4 separate regions of the Mus musculus genome follow, and all the other regions are linked to region 1. The links are chromatin contacts, called in public Hi-C maps. All regions are on one chromosome and are shown on one strand. Each heading gives the region's core, a stretch centred on a gene start, on an enhancer-like site or on the middle of the called end of the contact. The rest is flanking DNA. Distances are from core to core; before and after follow the strand shown.

Region 1 (3,968 bases), core at 1,060-3,559:
CAGTGTTAGAAAGAACACCCATGGGAAGATGAGAGGAACATCAAGTGTACAGCTCAAGAGCTCCCGGGACACAAGTGAACTTCTGCAGAGGGATGTGTGGATGGCAGCCTGGATGGGAATATGCACTAAAGCAGAAGGAGCTAGGGAGATGGGAATACACGGGAGCCTCAGGGATGAAGTGTCAGCATGAGGCATCCGGAGGAAGCATCAGACATCATCCCTGCAGCAGGGAAGACTGCTGTGAGTGCGGTAGTTGGGATCCGGGACTCTGTTTTGGATGTGTTTGTGCTTAGCTGCGCTGGAGCTCGGGGTAATGAACGAGGCTACGGTCAAACTCAGGATATGCTCAGCCCTCGACAAGTAATGATTCCTTTCGTCTGCCAACATGAATAAATGCTTCATGTGTTTGCATTTTCAAACATCCTCAACGACAGGACTTGGGGAACGGACTGAGAGTTGATTCTGAGACTCTTAAGTGTAAACACACCATGAACTTGGAATATTAAACCACAGTCCTTAAACCATTGCAAGTGTGTTGGCCCTACTGCTGGGCTGAAGATGTCTGCCCCATCCTGAGGCAAGGCTCTGTCTGCCGAGGCTGCAGCCTCCCTCCCGATGAAATAACTCCCCACTATTAGCTTTATTTAATAAACATTTGCCTCTAAAAAATATCAGCTGTGCTTGGACTTCTGTTTGTGTGTGTGGAGCACATGCCAAGTTCAAGGCCAATTCAGACATACTTTGAAACTGAGTTTACATGTTTCTAAGTACATTTGCTGTTCAACCTTCAAAGGAAACCGTTTGTACCAAACCCTCTCAAAAACACCTTTGACTGCGGTTTTCACCTGCAGGTCCCAGAGTTTTCTAAATAGTCGTCAGCGTTGTTGCCCTTTTCGCTGATGGTTGATATGTACAATTGTTTAATTTAATCACCAATTCGCCAAGTTGGTCTTTATTGCTGTGTAGGTATTTATGGGAGCTAGAATTTGGTTACATTATGGTAGACAGGCTGGGGGTCGAGGATAACAGTGACAGTTGAGAAATGAAATGTTTCGTGTTGGAAACAGTTGATGATGGGGGGCTAGCTAAATGCCTGATACCTAGAATCACAGAAATAAGAGTTGGAGGCCAAGGTGAATCATTCATTGGTGAACAGCGCCCCTAGCGGCAAAAGGGGCCGGCAGCAAGGGTGACTAGGGAAGCTCCCGAATTTTAAAAAGGCACCTGCTGTGAGTTCTCATTATACAAACAGGATCCACAGGTGCCCGGGCTTTAAGAAGATTCAACTCAGGAAAATACAAGTCTATAAAAACTCCTTTAATGTATGCACTTTTGTTTAACTCTGGAGTGGGTACTCGCGCTACACGAGGTCTTGGTGTAAGCCCTTACTTACCAAGGATGAGCAAGAAAGGGGAATGAGTTCTGTTAAAGTTTGATCCTTACTGACAATTAGCGAGTGAAGCCAGAAATCGCTAAGGGCCACGAAGTCAATTGAAACAAAAAAAAGTAAAGAGCGCTGCAGGTACACCTGTGATGGGAGGCCGCGGGGGGCGTCCTCTGCATCCCCCAGCTGTGTCAGAGCGGGGGTGGAAAGGAAACCTCGTGGGGAGTTGACTCCGAAGCTGGGTGAAGGAACTCACTACCCCACTGGATCAGGAAAACGACCCCACGCACACCCTCCCAGGAGACACGTGTAACTGTCAAGACACTGTGAGCCTTAGGAGCAAATGTCACTCCAAGACATTTCATTCAGACATTAGCTGCCTCAAGGCCCCCAAGCAAAGCGTCTTCTTCTCCCGTGCCACCCCAACCCAACCCCCGGAGTGAGCACCTGGCGGGGGACCAGTGTCAAGGCTCTGGGAGCGCGAGCCAGGGGGGTCCTCAGATGCGCCCTGGGTGCGTTTGCTCTCCCTGTGGCTGTGGCACTCGCGGAGACCCTGACTTGTAGCGAGGTGGCGGGGAGAGGACGCGCAGGCAGCCGCCTGTGCGGGTGACTTACCTCGGGCTGCACGGGGCGCCAGCAGGGCCCCAGCCAGGGCCAGCAGGAGGGCGCGGGCGGGGGGCGCGCGCCGCGCCGGGCGCTCTGCCATTGTCGCCGGCCTGGCGTGCAGCTGCTTCGGGGGCCCCGCGGCCAGCGCTGCAGCATCCCACGCGGGCGCCGAGCTGGGGGAAGTCCTACTGCCCTGAGTCTGCCGCGACCCCCTCGCGCAGCGCCCGGGTCGCTGAGCAGCGAGTCTAGCCTTTCATTTTTTCAAAAAAAAACTTTCTCCCCTCCCCGTGTGTGTGCGTGCGCGCGCGCGCTACTCTGGCACGAGCCGCCCTTGACCGTTGCAATAAATGAGCAGCCTGTCCGAGTTGGCGCCGGGGACCAGCGATCTGAGGGCGGGCCTGTGCAATGGATCCGCGGCCAGCAGTCGCCGTTCTCATTACCACGGAACAAATTAGCGTCTCCCCCGCACCCCGCCTTCCTGCGGCGTCCCGCGGGTCCTAGAGACCGCTCCGGGGTCCCCGACAGCCTGGGTCCTATCCACTCCCGGGGGTGGCTGGATGCAGGATACCCTCAGACCCCTTGTGCGAGCCGCCGCGTAGACCAGCTGTGTGGCGCAAAGGCGCGAGAACGCACACTTCCCAGCCTCAGGATGATGTGGCCGCGGGGCCCGGGGCGCCGGCAGCCAAGAGCACACGCGGCGCCGGGGTCCAGCTTTCCAGACTGAGGCTGGAAAGGATGACTGGGCTGCTAGCTGCTGGCTAGCTGGGAACCGGCGGGACGCGAGGAACAGGTCTGGTATATGGTGCACAGCCAGGCAGCCTGTGGCTGGACGTTCCAAACCGCCAAACCAGTACCTCACACCTCAGAAATAAGATTGAATTTACAGTAGCAGGCACTCGGGCACAGCGTTTTCGCTGTGGTGCTCTGGTTTTGATGCTGATAGATTGGCCAAAGTTTCCTTTCAGTTATCTAGACCCAGGAAAAGGTCCAGATACGTTCCAAACTTCACTGATCTTAAGGGGCACCTGGCTTGGCTGGTTAGAGATGCAAATTGCAGCCGGACTTGGTGATGCATGCCCTTCATCCTAACATTTGGTGGGCTGAGACAAGAGGGTTACTGCAAGTTTGAGGCCAACAAGGGGCTACACCCTGTCTGGTTCAACCTGAGCTACCAAGTGAGATTCTGCCTCAACAAAAAACCAAGATAGTGGGCAAAGCCTGACGGGGAGAGAAAATGCCAATTGCCAGGCAGCCTCCTACATCTTCAGAGTGAGCTGTTCTTCGGGAACACAGCTAGGCTAGCCCCAGTAAAGGGATGGAAGGCCTCACCTCAGGGTTATAGTTGTACCCTTCCCCGCCTTCTCATTGGCCTGACATATTCCTAATCGGACTCTTTGTGTTCCTGAGAACCAAGTGAGAAGCAGCAGGCGACAGACAGACAGACAGACAGACAGACAGACAGACAGACATCTGGAGAATAATGGCCACTGTGGTCCCTAACATGGGAACTTCTTAGAACTTGTAAGGGCTCAAGGGGATGCCACACCCATCCTGGCCAGTGAACCAGAACCCATCTTGGGCCTGGCAGTTTTCAAAGCCTTAGTTGATTACACTGCAGCTGGGGGTCGGGCCAACCACAGAGATTCTGTTCTGGTCCTACAGCTTCCCCTGTTCTGGGTCAGATCTACAGTATGAGGAGAGTCGGGTTGGGGAAGGCTGTGTTCCTGACCACCTCGCTGGAAAGTAGCCTTACTCTCCAGCTGCCTCTCACCAGCAGTGGTCTGCAGTAGTCTCTCACTTCAAAAATGACATAGGACCTTAAAAGTGAGAGGCCTCATATTCAAGTCAGAGCAGGCATCCTTTGAAATCAGCCCAGTCATCCATAGCCACCCTTGTGTGTCCTGGTATTTACGCAATCAGAATTAGCAATGTTACATTAGGGACTTGGGAAATGAAGCTGTAAAGAAATGTCTCTCAC
Region 2 (3,968 bases), core at 409-2,908, 110 kb before region 1:
GACCTGGGTCTGTCTTCCACCAGGCTCTTTATAGTCTTTTGATGCTGTAGTTTCCTGCAGAGGAATCGCAGATTGTATAAACAGGGGCTCTTGGTCTGGGCTCCAGAGGACTACAGGATGTCCCTGGGAGCTGCTGCTCACACAGGCTCACCTTCACTTAAGTAAACCAACATTTGAGTGAGAACAAGCAGCTCTTCCTAGAGTCAACCACAGGGGTGAAGCCGACCGACCCTCTGCTCACATGTTTACTGGGAGGTCAGCAAGGGTGAGGTAGGTGTGCAGGCATTTGTCCAAACTAGTCGAATGTCCAATAATAAACATCGTTATGGAGAGAATGTGCAAGCTAGTTTTCTTCTTGTTATATCAAAGTTTTCTTAAAAAAATTTTTTAAAGAATTTTTAATTCTTCAAAGCTTTTACACTTAACATTTTTCTAACTCTTTTTTCCCTTCTTTCTTTTCTTCTTTCCTTTTTAAAAAAAATGAAAAATGGAAAATTAAATGATTGACTCCTATAGGGTAAAACCCTTGCTTAGATGGAGCCGTTACTAATGTATTGTCACTAACTGAAACTTTATTGACAGAATTGTAGATTAACACACAGTTGTCACGAGGTATCTCTGGCTGGGGAGAGACGAGATGACTCAGCAAGATAAAGGTGCTTGCTACCAAACCTGACATCTGGTTTGACCCCAGAGACTCTTATGTGATTGGGATGTTCTGCCCCACCCCCGTTCCCTGGGACATTTCTGGGGAACAACTTTATCCATGCTGAGATGGGAGGTGGCAGGTCTTGCAAGCGAGGCCTGGTCATAGCTGCTTTCTTGAGACGGGGCAGGACCATTCTGATGCCATTGTGGAAATACATCATAGAACAACTGTGCACTCTGATTGAACATAAATCTGTTTCAAGCTCCCCTTTCCTCTAAGCTGTCCCTGGGAACTCCCCCTCACAAGATATGTTGTTTTGTCAATTTTTCTTTTTTAGGTCAAAAAAGAGAAAAGGAGGGCGTGGGGGCGATGCATACATTATGCTTTGAGTCACCACAGTTTCCTCAGCATTAGGTTTGGCCGCGCTTTTACAACTGGTATCTATCAAAGGGTTTTCATCTGCTTGCCAATGTGTCCTCTGTCCTCATGACTCATGGTGGGGACTCGTTCCTTTCAGCTTAATCTCCACTAGTTTATCATTTCTCTTGTTCCCAGGGGTGTTCCTGGAGGGGGAGCGTGGTGCTGGAACCCAGTGAACTCAGACACAAAGGAATTACCAGATTTCTCTTTGTGTGAAGAAAGGCAGCGAGTGGCTCTGTTCATGAGTGAGCCTGCTTGGAGATTACAATGAGGCATCTGCTTCTTATACAGCAGAGCGGGGCAGGGTTGAGAAACATCTGCCCCAGACAGGTCTTCTGATAGATAGCTCTTGGATTCACTTGGACTGATAACATCCCTTGGGGGTGGGGATGACAGGGTCTCCTCACACGCCATCCTGCTTGTGCTGTGGAGACTCCCTCATGGCAGGACACTGGGAAGAGGAGTGGAGAGCCTGGGATAAACTGTGATAAGACATGGTTCCTGTCAGGCCTGAGCTTGTACAGGCTCTGTGAGAGTAGCCTCTGGAAGGACTGGTAGGTCCTAAGCATTCCTGACTTCTCTTCCCTGGAGAGCTCCCATCCTGTTCCTGGAGACAGGATGTCCTTGAGTCATCACCAGCTCATCTACTCCATGCTGTGCTCAAGCTGAAGATTCAGCCCAGTTCTTGGCCCTGGCCCAGGTCTCCCCTAAGCAGTGCATCCTATCCCCTGACCCCTGCCTTCTTTTCATAAGCTTCCATCTTCAGAATGGGTAAAAAGTTGGACTCTGCAGGTCACAGGTTAGGGTCTGGATCTAGTGCTATCACCTATCAATTGACTCAGTTGGTCATTGTGTCCTCTGGAGAACAGGGACAGCTGTCATATACACTGCACAGAGCTGATGCCAGGGAAAAGCAGACAGTTGGAGAGAAGTGCCGCTGAGCACATCCAGGGCTCCATCGTGGCTGACTGTTTTCTTTAGCATTAGGCCCCGTCTGAAGCCTGGCCCCAGGGATGCTCTTCTTCCCTCCCGCACTCCCTGTGAACAAGGTAACAGAGTCCGCCTGGAGTGATTCTGCTGTGCAGCACTGGTCTGACTTCCCCAGCTTTGTGCCGGGCTGTAGTCCACACTGTCCCGGGGATTCCCATGGAGCATCCGCAGCAGCCACACTCTTTAGGCATAAAGGTCCTCAGCTGTTTTGCAATCATGTTCCCAGGCCACGGTCAAGCTACTTGACACACTGCCATCTCTGGGGAGTACTTTCTCCTTTCTGGAAGGACTCCTTGACATGCTCAGTAACTTCTAACACAGCTTTAAAAGTGTGCCAACTAGAAAAAAAAACAACTGTAAATTAGACACATTTTCTGCACTTTGACTTGAGCTCCGCAAGATACAAATTCATGGGTTCTTGTGTCACATGCTCTTGTCAAGAGTCACTGGCGGCATCAGGAGGAGGCACACACTGAGTGCCTTGATCAGTCTGGGCATTTCTAAAGTCTTGTACCAGCTCTTACTTTATTCCATAGGACCCTCAATGTGGCCTCGTTGGTTGATAGCCCTGAGGCAAGTACTGGGTGGTGGCTGGGGCAGGTTCCTTCTAGAATTACTGAGACAGTATTGGTGGCTAGAAGCTGGCTTAGGCTTGCTTGTAGATGTGAGATGTTGCTCTTTTTTTTTTTTTTTCCAGACAGGGTTTCTCTCTGTGTAGCCTGGCTGTGCTGGAACTCCCTTTGTAGAGCACGTTGGCCTTGTATTTACAGAGGTCCATCTGCCCATGCCTCCAAGTGCTGGGATTAAAGGCATGAACAACCACACCCAGCCTGCTACTTTTTATCCTAAGGAGTTGAAGCAGGTTGGTGACAACTTTGATTGTGTTCTGAGTTCAGTTCATGCTTGTTCTCAGGCTCAGCTTCCTCCTGCCCCTACAACACACAGTTGCCTTCAAAATATAGCCTCTTTATCCCAGAGAGAACTGGCAAAGTCCAGGGAGGTTCTTTCTGCATCAATAGTCTATGTCAGTGGTCACAGTGTTCACTTTTAAAAAGTAAGGGTTCAGGCTTCCAAGAACACTTACATTTAAAATCCCAACAGAAAGTGGGGCTGTCTATGGTAACTGACTCTGCATTTACAAATACCCAAACACATTTGCCTCCAATGCATGGGAAACTTCTCATCATCAGCCCCCCCCCACCCCCAAAGCACATTTCCCATGATGCTGTCTCCTAATATCACAATCTGGCAGTAAGATAACAAGGCAGGCTGAAACTGGTCTATAAGGCACCTGAACCAAAGTGGCAGATATCCCTTTTGGACCTTGGCCAGTCAGTGTGGTGGGGTGGGGATGGAGGTAAGAATTGGTGCAGGCAGGAATGGGGCACCTGACAGAGCATTTATATTCTTCAAGGAAGGGTCCAGTCTCCCACCTCTTCCAACTGGAGGCTGTACTTCTCCTGATCTTCCACAGTGTTTTCACCCTGCTAACTTCAGATCAGCTGGGCGCTCTGAGAAAAAAATGAAGTTCAGGAAAAAGGAGATGAATTGATTTCTCTTCTTAGCATCTAGATGACTGTAGTGAGAATTTTGGAGTTTTGGTTTCTTTGAAAAACATAGAAATAAGAATATGTTTTCATTTTAATCCCAGGTGTGGGATATGGGGCTGCTTCAGATTGTCGGCAGCAGTTGACTATGATTTGCCTAGTGCTCCAGCAGGAATGTGATTTTGCTAGTGACAAGGCACATAGTTTCTGCAATTGCTTGGAATTCTGGGGACTTTTCAGAGGGTATATAAATGCTAGGTCTCCATGAGGCAGGGTAGGTTGTTGGTTGGTTGCTGTTGGTTGTGGTTTGTTAAATAGTAGTGTGCAAAGAAGAAACAACAAGAAATTAGATTTCCTGGTCG
Region 3 (3,968 bases), core at 368-2,867, 74 kb before region 1:
CTTTTAATGCTGCGATTCCTCCAGCCAACCTGGTAGCCGCCCAGGGCCATGCCAGATTTATTAAAGTATGAAACACCAGTGTTGGTGGGAAGCCAAGAAACAGGAATTTTCATGCACAGCTGGTAGAAGTGTGAACTGGCCCAGCCTTCCACGAGGCAATCTGGAAATTGTTATCATATTCCTTAGAAATGCACACGGCTTTGAGTCAACTATCCCACTCTTAAGAATTCATCCAGAGAAGACAATCCAAAGCGTGCAGAGATATAAGCAGCAAGATGCTTGGCCTGCTTCACGGTGAACAGCTGGGACACAGACACACCTGTATGTACCCTCCCACACAGGGGATGGTAACAAAAATGAACAGGAGACTAAGGTCTGATGCTCATTGCTTTAAATGGATGGTTGGAGGATGAACATGACTATTAGCTATTTAAAGCCCCTTCTCCCCCTAAAAATAGCTAGAGAGTATAGGAGGAGCATTTTAAAATGGTTCAAAAGCAGTGGAGAATGTATACAGTAATAAAGGCCTGTAGAACTTGGATCAAGCTTGGGGAGGAAAGCTGATGTTAAGCCCAGAGTTTGAGGATGGCTGTTTTGCTTAAGGCATCTGTAGAACTTAGAAGAGATAGCAGAGAGACTAAAAATCTTGGTAATTTTTTCAACAGACTTACAGGGCTGAGGAACCAGAAATTAGATTAAGTGAGCAGCTAAAAACATGGTAAGGATGATACTCATCCCAGCACCACCTCTCACCCTACACATGCCCAGTGCTGGGATGCATTCCTCAAATTCTGTATCCTCTGACAGGAATTGCTCTCTCCATTTTTACACAGTTCTAAGCTTCCTGCCTAGGGAATGGTGTTCCTTACAGTAGATTGGGTCTTTCCACATCAATTAATTTAATGAGGACAATACCCACATCCATCACCATAGGCTAACCCAATGGGAACCGTCTTTCACTGAGACAACCTCTCCCATTCTAGGTTGTCTCTCAAGTCGATAATTAAAGCTAAACACCCGAGTGTTGGATATCCTACAAAGCCAGGACAGGCCCGCCCTGACTTTAGTAAAGAAGGATCCAGCCCAAATGCTAGCAGCGCCATATTGGATGAACTCCAGCTTCAGTTTCCTGAGCCGTATTCAACCAGATGGTCCATAACTCAGTGAGTGCTAAGAGTACGCCAGCTTTCAAAGCTTCCATTCTTGTTATTTTATTTACATATGCAAACAGATGTGTTTTGTACTTTTGAAGACCACCTTTGAGTAGGGGAAGAACGTGCCAAACTGTAAGGACATTCAACACATGTCAGGGTTAATGTACTTACATTAATGGCATGATAAAGAGACAATGGGGGGTATGTTAGTGTGAGAGGAAAAAAGTCTTCCTATGCCTAAGTTAAATGTGAAAAAAATGTAGGAGGTAGGATGAGAAACATGGATGGCAGAGTGATGGTGATTGTAGCTGACTGGTGATTTATTAGAGGAAGGGGCATGTTTACATGAGGTCACAGCTTGTAGGGTGTGGCTCGTTGGCCAGAGCCTTGAGGACAATCATCAAGGTTGTACTTAATTCTGAGCCAAGGAAAGGCATAGGGCCTTATGAGTCCCCTGAGAAATACACAGAAGACGAGCACCATATTGTCTATCCTCCTCCCAGCAAGATGCAGACACTGTGGCTTGCGAGCTCTTCTGTGTCCCCAAGACACAGTTAACACTTACCTCCTAAAATCAGGGTTTGTCCTCTGTGACAGAGCTCTAATCACTTAATCCTTTTCAAATGCAAGAAACATGTATGGGTAGCATGCATCATGGCCATGGGACAGCTTGAGCCACTTAAGAGAAATTCTCAGATCCAAATCATGTACAAAAACATCCTGAGCTTATCTAAAGTTTCAACATTCTCTGGAGAAGCAACAATCTGTATTGTGTTCTCCACAGGGATTCCTGGGGCCATCCAACTCCGATGCTTTAGTCAAATAATCATTTGGCTTCTCTTCTTGCTCCTCAAACTCTACGTTCACCCCCACTAGGCTTTGACCATTCCACACTGTCCACTTAGAGCGACTGTGTTTGGTGCCAAACTCTGCAAGTGAGCCCTTCAGCCTTTAGACCTTCCTTCTCTTACTGACTCATCCCTGTGGCGATCACAGATGCAGTTTTGCTCTCTGTTCCTTTTGTGAGTGAGCTCACAGAGTTTGGACTGAAAGTGAAGAATCAGCATTTTTTTAAACAAAAGTAATTGGTCTTTTATGATATTTTGAATATGATAAACTGGTTTCAGCAAAACAAATGATCCCAAGAAAAAAGACCACAGAGAGATGGAAAGAGTTCACCCCTTGCATGAGGACGCTTAGATAATACATAGGAGGGGTTCAGAAATACAGAAGGGGAGGAGGGGACAAAGAGCCTGAGGTGATCTCCATAAACATCAGACAAGATGATTTATATTCAGTTCTCAAAATGAAACTCCATCAAGCTGAATTATAGCCCACTGTTGGAAAACAACATTTAGAGGGAAAGGCACTGGGCTCTTAGGCTCTCACAGATCACATCCTCACAGTCAGCCTGAACCATTTGCATTTTTTTTTGCTACAGTAAATTCCAGTAAATTGCATTTAATCTTTACTACTTGGGCACAGAGCTAATGATGCCAGAAAAGAAGTGACTTCCAGAGGGGAACAGAGGATCATGGCTTGTAGATCAGTCTGGACATGAAGGAATGAAAACTGTAGGCTAAGAATGGGACAGAGCAAGAATCTGGACGTCTACAAGCATACCCATCCTGAGAAAATAGGATACAGAGCACTAACACAATCCTTTTGGTGTTTGGTGTGTTAACAAATGAGAAATTAATGCTTATGTTGTTTGTTTTTGAGACAGAGTCTTGTGCACCCCAGGCTAGCCTTGAACTTATGATATAGCTGAGGATGGTCTTGAACTTTTAGCCACCCTGTCTCCACTTTCAAAGTTCTGGGATTACAGGCATACACCACAAGGTCTGGCTTATGTGGTACCAGGGATGGGACCCAAGGTTTCTAGAATGTTAGCTAAACATTACATCCCCTGCCCCTGAAGATAGTGTTTTTCCATGTGTAGTGTGAGGCCATCTGTTTCAGTAAGCAGACACTTCTTTCATGAGTAAGTTGGGACGTCCCCTTTTGTCATTAGAAATCATCATCCTTTTGGTGTTGTAGTTGCTCCTGCTGAGCTGTTTGTGTCACTACCATAACAACAACTGTGTCTTTAATGCTGTCATTTCACAGGAGAAGCACAGACAGACCTGCATGGCTCTTCCAGGCTTAGCAGTCATTTTTTTTTCCTGCTAAGTTGGCCTTACATGATCAGTGGGAATAGCTAAAGAGCTATTGAGATCCAGTGAGAAAGCAGCAGAGACATCGGTGTGCAAGGGGCCATTTCTCAAGGCAGGCTATTCTGGGCCGTCAAGGAAGCCTTATAGTAGAAGGCACTGTACTTTGAGCATAACCTTACTTTGCAAGACTAGAGAGCAAGGAAGAAGCATTTAAATGCTGGCATTGCTGCAATCCAGCTTTAAGAATAAGTTGGTTACTTAATTCATAGCAAACAGTTTATAATTCCTGACCGTGAGACCATTGTCATGGTACCTATCACATTGACCATTGTGTGAATGGGCAAGGATCTCAGGATGAAGGTAAGCTAAAATTCTCTCCCTGTAGTGATTAGAATTGACAGTAGTCTGTAAGTGAGAGAACCATCTTGGAAGTTCAGAAGCTTCCCCCAGTCATACTTTTCTCCAATGATGAAGCTGTCACGCATTCATCCGTTCTTTATGAAGCATCAAACATGTTCATTTGGCTTATAAAAATACTCAGGAGTGAATTCCTATTGTACATAGCAAATACATGTTGAGTTTCATAAGAAATGTCCAAATTGTTTCTCAAAGTAGCATTCCCACTTGGAACATTAAGAATGATAGCTGTGTTCACCCT
Region 4 (3,968 bases), core at 968-3,467, 67 kb after region 1:
GTAAGGAAACATCTGCATTTTGCTTTTATCATCTTGCCAGCAGACAGACTGAAGACAAGATGTGTACTGTAGACTTGTTTAATGGGGCCTTAAACATTCCCTCTCACTAGCCTAAGCTTATACAAGGCTCTAGTTTCAAAAATTGTCTGATCTAACTGACCTAACACAAACAAACATGGAAATAAAGCTCTCCTCAACACATCTCTACCACAGGGACAGTTGGAACGGCCATAAAAATCCATGCCGATCAAGTCCCCCAGAGAGCATTCCAGTGGCCAGGACAGTCTTGGAATTGGGGGAATAAAAAGGTGACTTAGTTATTTAATACTATGACTGGGCCTCTTTTATTATTATATACAATTTTAAAATGTTCATTCAGAGCACACGAACTTATAAGAATATTTGCTTTGGGAAAAACATCAAAGTTGACTGATATTGCAAGCAGTTCTGCATGCCCCCCCCCCACATGCACAAAAGATGCATTCAAGTTCAAATTCCCCAAACTGTGACTGAGACCTTCTCTTGACCTTGTCATTGGAAATATGGTCTTTGCAAATATAATCAAGTTAGTATGTGGTCATACTGGGTGGGTGGAATTTAGCTTTGAATAAAAAGAGAAAAATTGGACTCAAGATCACACAGATAGGAAGAAGGTCATGTGAAGACAAAGGCAGAGAGAGCTACAGGGATCACTCACTCGCCAAGGAGCACCAGGGATGGATGGCCAGAAGCCACCACAGCTGGGAGAGAAGTGACATGAATGCTCTACTCTGAGCCTCCAGACAAGACTGGCCCTGCAGGTGCCTTAATTTTGACCCCTGATCTCCAGAACTCTGAGATAATGCATGCCCGTGATCTTAAGCCAGCATGCAAGTAGCAATTTCTTACAGTATGACAGGAAAGTAATGCAGGCATGCAAAGGCCACCCCCCCTCTGATACCGTGGCCCAGCTAGAAGGTCTACCTCAGAAGAGAAGGAGCTCAGCATGGCGCCTGCTACCATCTGGATCCCTAGCATCCTCCTGTGTGTGAAATGCTCAGTCCCCAGGTTCGAGCTGCAGGGAGGTAGCCGCCTCTTTAAGAGACAGGGTAAAGTGGGTGTTCTCAAGCCATTGGAGGTGTGGCCCTTGAAGGAAACGGTGAGACCCTGGTCTCTTCTTCCTTCTCTCATTTGCTTCCTGGTTGCCATGAGATGGACAGCTTTGCTCCCTCCGCTTTGCACGGCTCATTGTGATGCGCTGCCTTGCCAGAAAGCAATGGTGATAACTAGTCATCCGAAACTTCAAAGACCCAGAGCCTAAGTCAACCCCTTTCTCCTTGGAAGTTGATTTGTCTCGGATATTTGTCGTAGTGATATAAAGTTAACAAATACATCACCATCCGGAAGAATTTCCCTCTGGCCATCTGTCTCTGCTTCTTACACAAACCAAAGGCTGAAAACGGAGATCTTCCAAGGTTAGCTTGTGTGTGGCTGCATCTATATTGTGCTTATCTGTTGACATCAGTGTCTATATATAGCCTAACTCTTTTTGACCAAGTGACATCTTTCATACCCAGCATGAGTGAAGGTGCCAAGGGGATACTCCCACTGTGGCTGGCCTCTGGTCTTCACAGTGCCTTGAGATAGCTGTGCCTGAAACAGATGCGCTTTGGCTTTGTTGAGCCAGAGATTAAACAGTCCCCTAGAGAACACACCTAGACCAAGCCTGTGTCTACACCTAGCTTGAAATGCTAGCTAGACACACAGTGTGATGGGCCAGCCCTTTGCCCATCTGCCTGGCTGGCTTTCATTTTTCATCCTTCTGGAATGTGCCATGGGATGGAAGCAACAGGTAACTTGTCAGATCCCTTGAATGGAAACAAGACATTCAACTGTGCTCCTTCTGGGGTCTCTAGAAAGCTCTCCTAAAGTGTTCTGGATGCAGGAAGGAGTCAGGCTACCTAGAAGAGAGTCTAATAGGAACTGATTTCAGAAGCTTTCTTCTCTCTCTCCTTCCCCTTCCTCCTGAGATCTTAGTAAGCTTTGCTAAGCCGCACTTTATTGAATATGCTATTTTCCCCAGAGGACTTCTACTCAGAATCATACTCATGATTTAACATCCTGGGGGCCAAAATATTTTCCTAGGAAAAAAGATCTCATCCCTGTCTTCACAGTCATAAACCAGAGGCTTCTCCAAACCCCCAGATTTTAAGATTTGAGTTGGCAGGCCTTTCATAAGTTTCCTGATGTCCCCAGTCCTTGCCTTCATCTCGTGTTATTCTTGCTAGTTCAAGGGCCTGTTTATGAGGGTCCATGAAAATAAAAAAAAACAAAAACAAAAACAAAACAACTGAGGTCATCTTGCTCTCAGTGATATTCCCAGCCTCCAACGTGGGGCTGGGTGCAGGAAAGGTTCCTGCTAACTCCTTCTCCTATGAGTGAGTGAGTGGGTGGGTGAGTAGGTAAGTGAGTGGGCGAGTGAGTGAGTGGGTGAGTGGGTGGGTGGGTGAGTGAGTGGGTGAGTGGGTGGGTGAGTGAGTGGGTGGGTGAGTGGGTGGGTAGGTGAGTGAGTGGGTGGGTGGGTGAGTGAGTGGGTGGGTGGGTGAGTGGGTGGGTGGGTGAGTGAGTGAGTGAGTGAGTGAGTAAGTGAGTGAGTGAGTACCCTGCCTCTCAGGGTTGTCTTGACCTCAGCCTCACTGTACTGGGCAAGCTGGCCATCCTCCCTCTGAGCTCACAGCAGGAAGAGGTCTCCAGATGACAAATGTTGATGCAGACAAGCTGGAGTCAACTTCTTGCCCCAGGTCTATTTTGCAATCTATAAAGGGCAAGGGAGATCGCTTGCAAGCCTCCATTAGGAGCCAAGAATTTGAACTCGCTATCCTGGCTCCTACAGTGGTGTGGCTCTTTTCCCAGCTACAATGGTGAATTTGTGTCCCAAGTTATTTCTGCTGAGTTGCATGCCCATATGTAACCTCTCAAAATGAGCTGGCTCCCAGAGCCAGCTTCAGGATGCTGAGGTCTGTGCATGCCAGTGGCGTAATTTGGGATCCTCATCCTTTCAGTGAAGGCTCCATGCCTGAGAATGTTTGTCCCCAGTCTGTTCAGGCCTTTAGAGCCACCTGTAGCTTACCACTAAGAGGATGGGGAATGGTGAACTGCTTCTTGTTGGCGCGGACAGGAAGTAGGCTCTGCTTCTGCCCCAGGCTCTCCTTTTGTTGGGTTTTCCTTTGCTGTACCATGCGCTTAAGCTTTTGCAGCCGTTCTTGTGAGCGAGAAATGAACTGAGGTCTATGGACTTCCAGTGCTTCCTGATTGGAACAAAGAACAGACTTTTGTTTTTTAAGAGAAGGGAGACCAGGTAACAATACAGCTATCTGATTTACTCCATGGGATCCAATCAAGATCACAATACTCTATGGCAAAAAGCCACAGTGCAAATATAACCCCTGCCTCCCATGACCATGTGTAAAAATGGTATGGACATATTGATGACAAGGTACTGGAGGTCAATGCTGGCCAGCGCACAGAGCACACTGCATCAGGACCAAGAAATAACTAGCACTGGAGCCACTGGGTACAAACGGCCAACATCTATCTGCCTATTTGTTGATTCATGCTGCCAAACCACTCACTGCTGAGGAACCCAAATCTCAGGGTTCTGTACTTCCATATTCTGAGAGACATGGGTGGGACTCGAAGGCAGGTGCTAGAAATGTGCACACTCATTCCTGCTGGGGTCAGAGTCTTAAGGATACAGGGATTGTGTCCCTGGTGTAGAAAATGGTGCTTTTCAGAGGTCTCTCTGTGGCTAAAGAGAACCACTTCTGGGTAGATAGAGGTAGAAGGCTCTGCTATATACAGAGTTGTTCTATACAGTGAGCTTCATAGGTCAGGTCAGAATCTCCCCACATCTTCTTGTTCAAAGCAACATGTGCGGGGCTGTAGTGACATTTTAGAATTTTGGAAATGTTCTAAGAGTGTGCTTTCAT

What was found. A called contact is a pair of places that touch in the nucleus more often than the background predicts.
Region 2: a contact with region 1 is called in a Hi-C map of the N1E-115 cell line, with 8 times the contacts expected there. The contact joins the enhancer-like site here to the promoter of Adam12 in region 1. A contact is called at or near these places in 8 of 39 promoter capture datasets (the 3T3-L1 cell line, 3T3-L1-derived adipocytes, cancer-associated fibroblasts and 3 more), 1 of 15 datasets of contacts at CTCF or cohesin (the NIH/3T3 cell line), 21 of 484 Hi-C or Micro-C datasets (the 3T3-L1 cell line, 3T3-L1-derived adipocytes, the N1E-115 cell line and 14 more), 2 of 115 datasets of contacts at active chromatin or transcription factors (embryonic fibroblasts and neural progenitor cells) and 1 of 9 other capture datasets (adipose tissue).
Region 3: a Hi-C map of uterus shows a contact between it and region 1. The contact joins the enhancer-like site here to the promoter of Adam12 in region 1. A contact is called at or near these places in 4 of 39 promoter capture datasets (the 3T3-L1 cell line, embryonic stem cells and liver), 5 of 484 Hi-C or Micro-C datasets (liver, muscle stem cells, nephron progenitors and 1 more) and 2 of 9 other capture datasets (adipose tissue and pancreatic islet).
Region 4: a contact with region 1 is called in a Hi-C map of uterus, with 5 times the contacts expected there. The contact joins the enhancer-like site here to the promoter of Adam12 in region 1. A contact is called at or near these places in 12 of 484 Hi-C or Micro-C datasets (cortical neurons, embryonic stem cells, myocytes and 3 more), 1 of 115 datasets of contacts at active chromatin or transcription factors (fibro-adipogenic progenitors) and 3 of 9 other capture datasets (adipose tissue, liver and pancreatic islet).

What each region holds. Positions count from the first base shown.
Region 1 is chr7:134,222,788-134,226,755 of GRCm38.p6, forward strand. It overlaps Adam12 (a disintegrin and metallopeptidase domain 12 (meltrin alpha)), which reads right to left and starts at 2,310. Exons shown (of 23, transcript NM_007400.2): 1 at 2,000-2,310. The coding sequence starts at 2,090.
Region 2 is chr7:134,113,378-134,117,345 of GRCm38.p6, forward strand. All of the region lies in intron 3 of Adam12 (a disintegrin and metallopeptidase domain 12 (meltrin alpha)), which reads right to left. Among named protein-coding and RNA genes, the nearest start is that of Gm51501, 63 kb to the left of the region's middle. Within about 2 kb of position 1,659, at least 79 of the 459 cell types and tissues checked have an H3K27ac peak or open chromatin away from gene starts, as enhancers often do. A contact at or near this core is called in 3T3-L1-derived adipocytes, the N1E-115 cell line, the NIH/3T3 cell line and 8 more, where this site is marked.
Region 3 is chr7:134,149,419-134,153,386 of GRCm38.p6, forward strand. All of the region lies in intron 2 of Adam12 (a disintegrin and metallopeptidase domain 12 (meltrin alpha)), which reads right to left. Among named protein-coding and RNA genes, the nearest start is that of 5830403F22Rik, 43 kb to the right of the region's middle. Within about 2 kb of position 1,618, at least 14 of the 459 cell types and tissues checked have an H3K27ac peak or open chromatin away from gene starts, as enhancers often do. A contact at or near this core is called in uterus, where this site is marked.
Region 4 is chr7:134,290,119-134,294,086 of GRCm38.p6, forward strand. D7Ertd443e (DNA segment, Chr 7, ERATO Doi 443, expressed) reads right to left here. Exons shown (of 9, transcript NM_001199941.1): 6 at 3,110-3,287. Among named protein-coding and RNA genes, the nearest start is that of Adam12, 67 kb to the left of the region's middle. Within about 2 kb of position 2,218, at least 6 of the 459 cell types and tissues checked have an H3K27ac peak or open chromatin away from gene starts, as enhancers often do. A contact at or near this core is called in uterus, where this site is marked.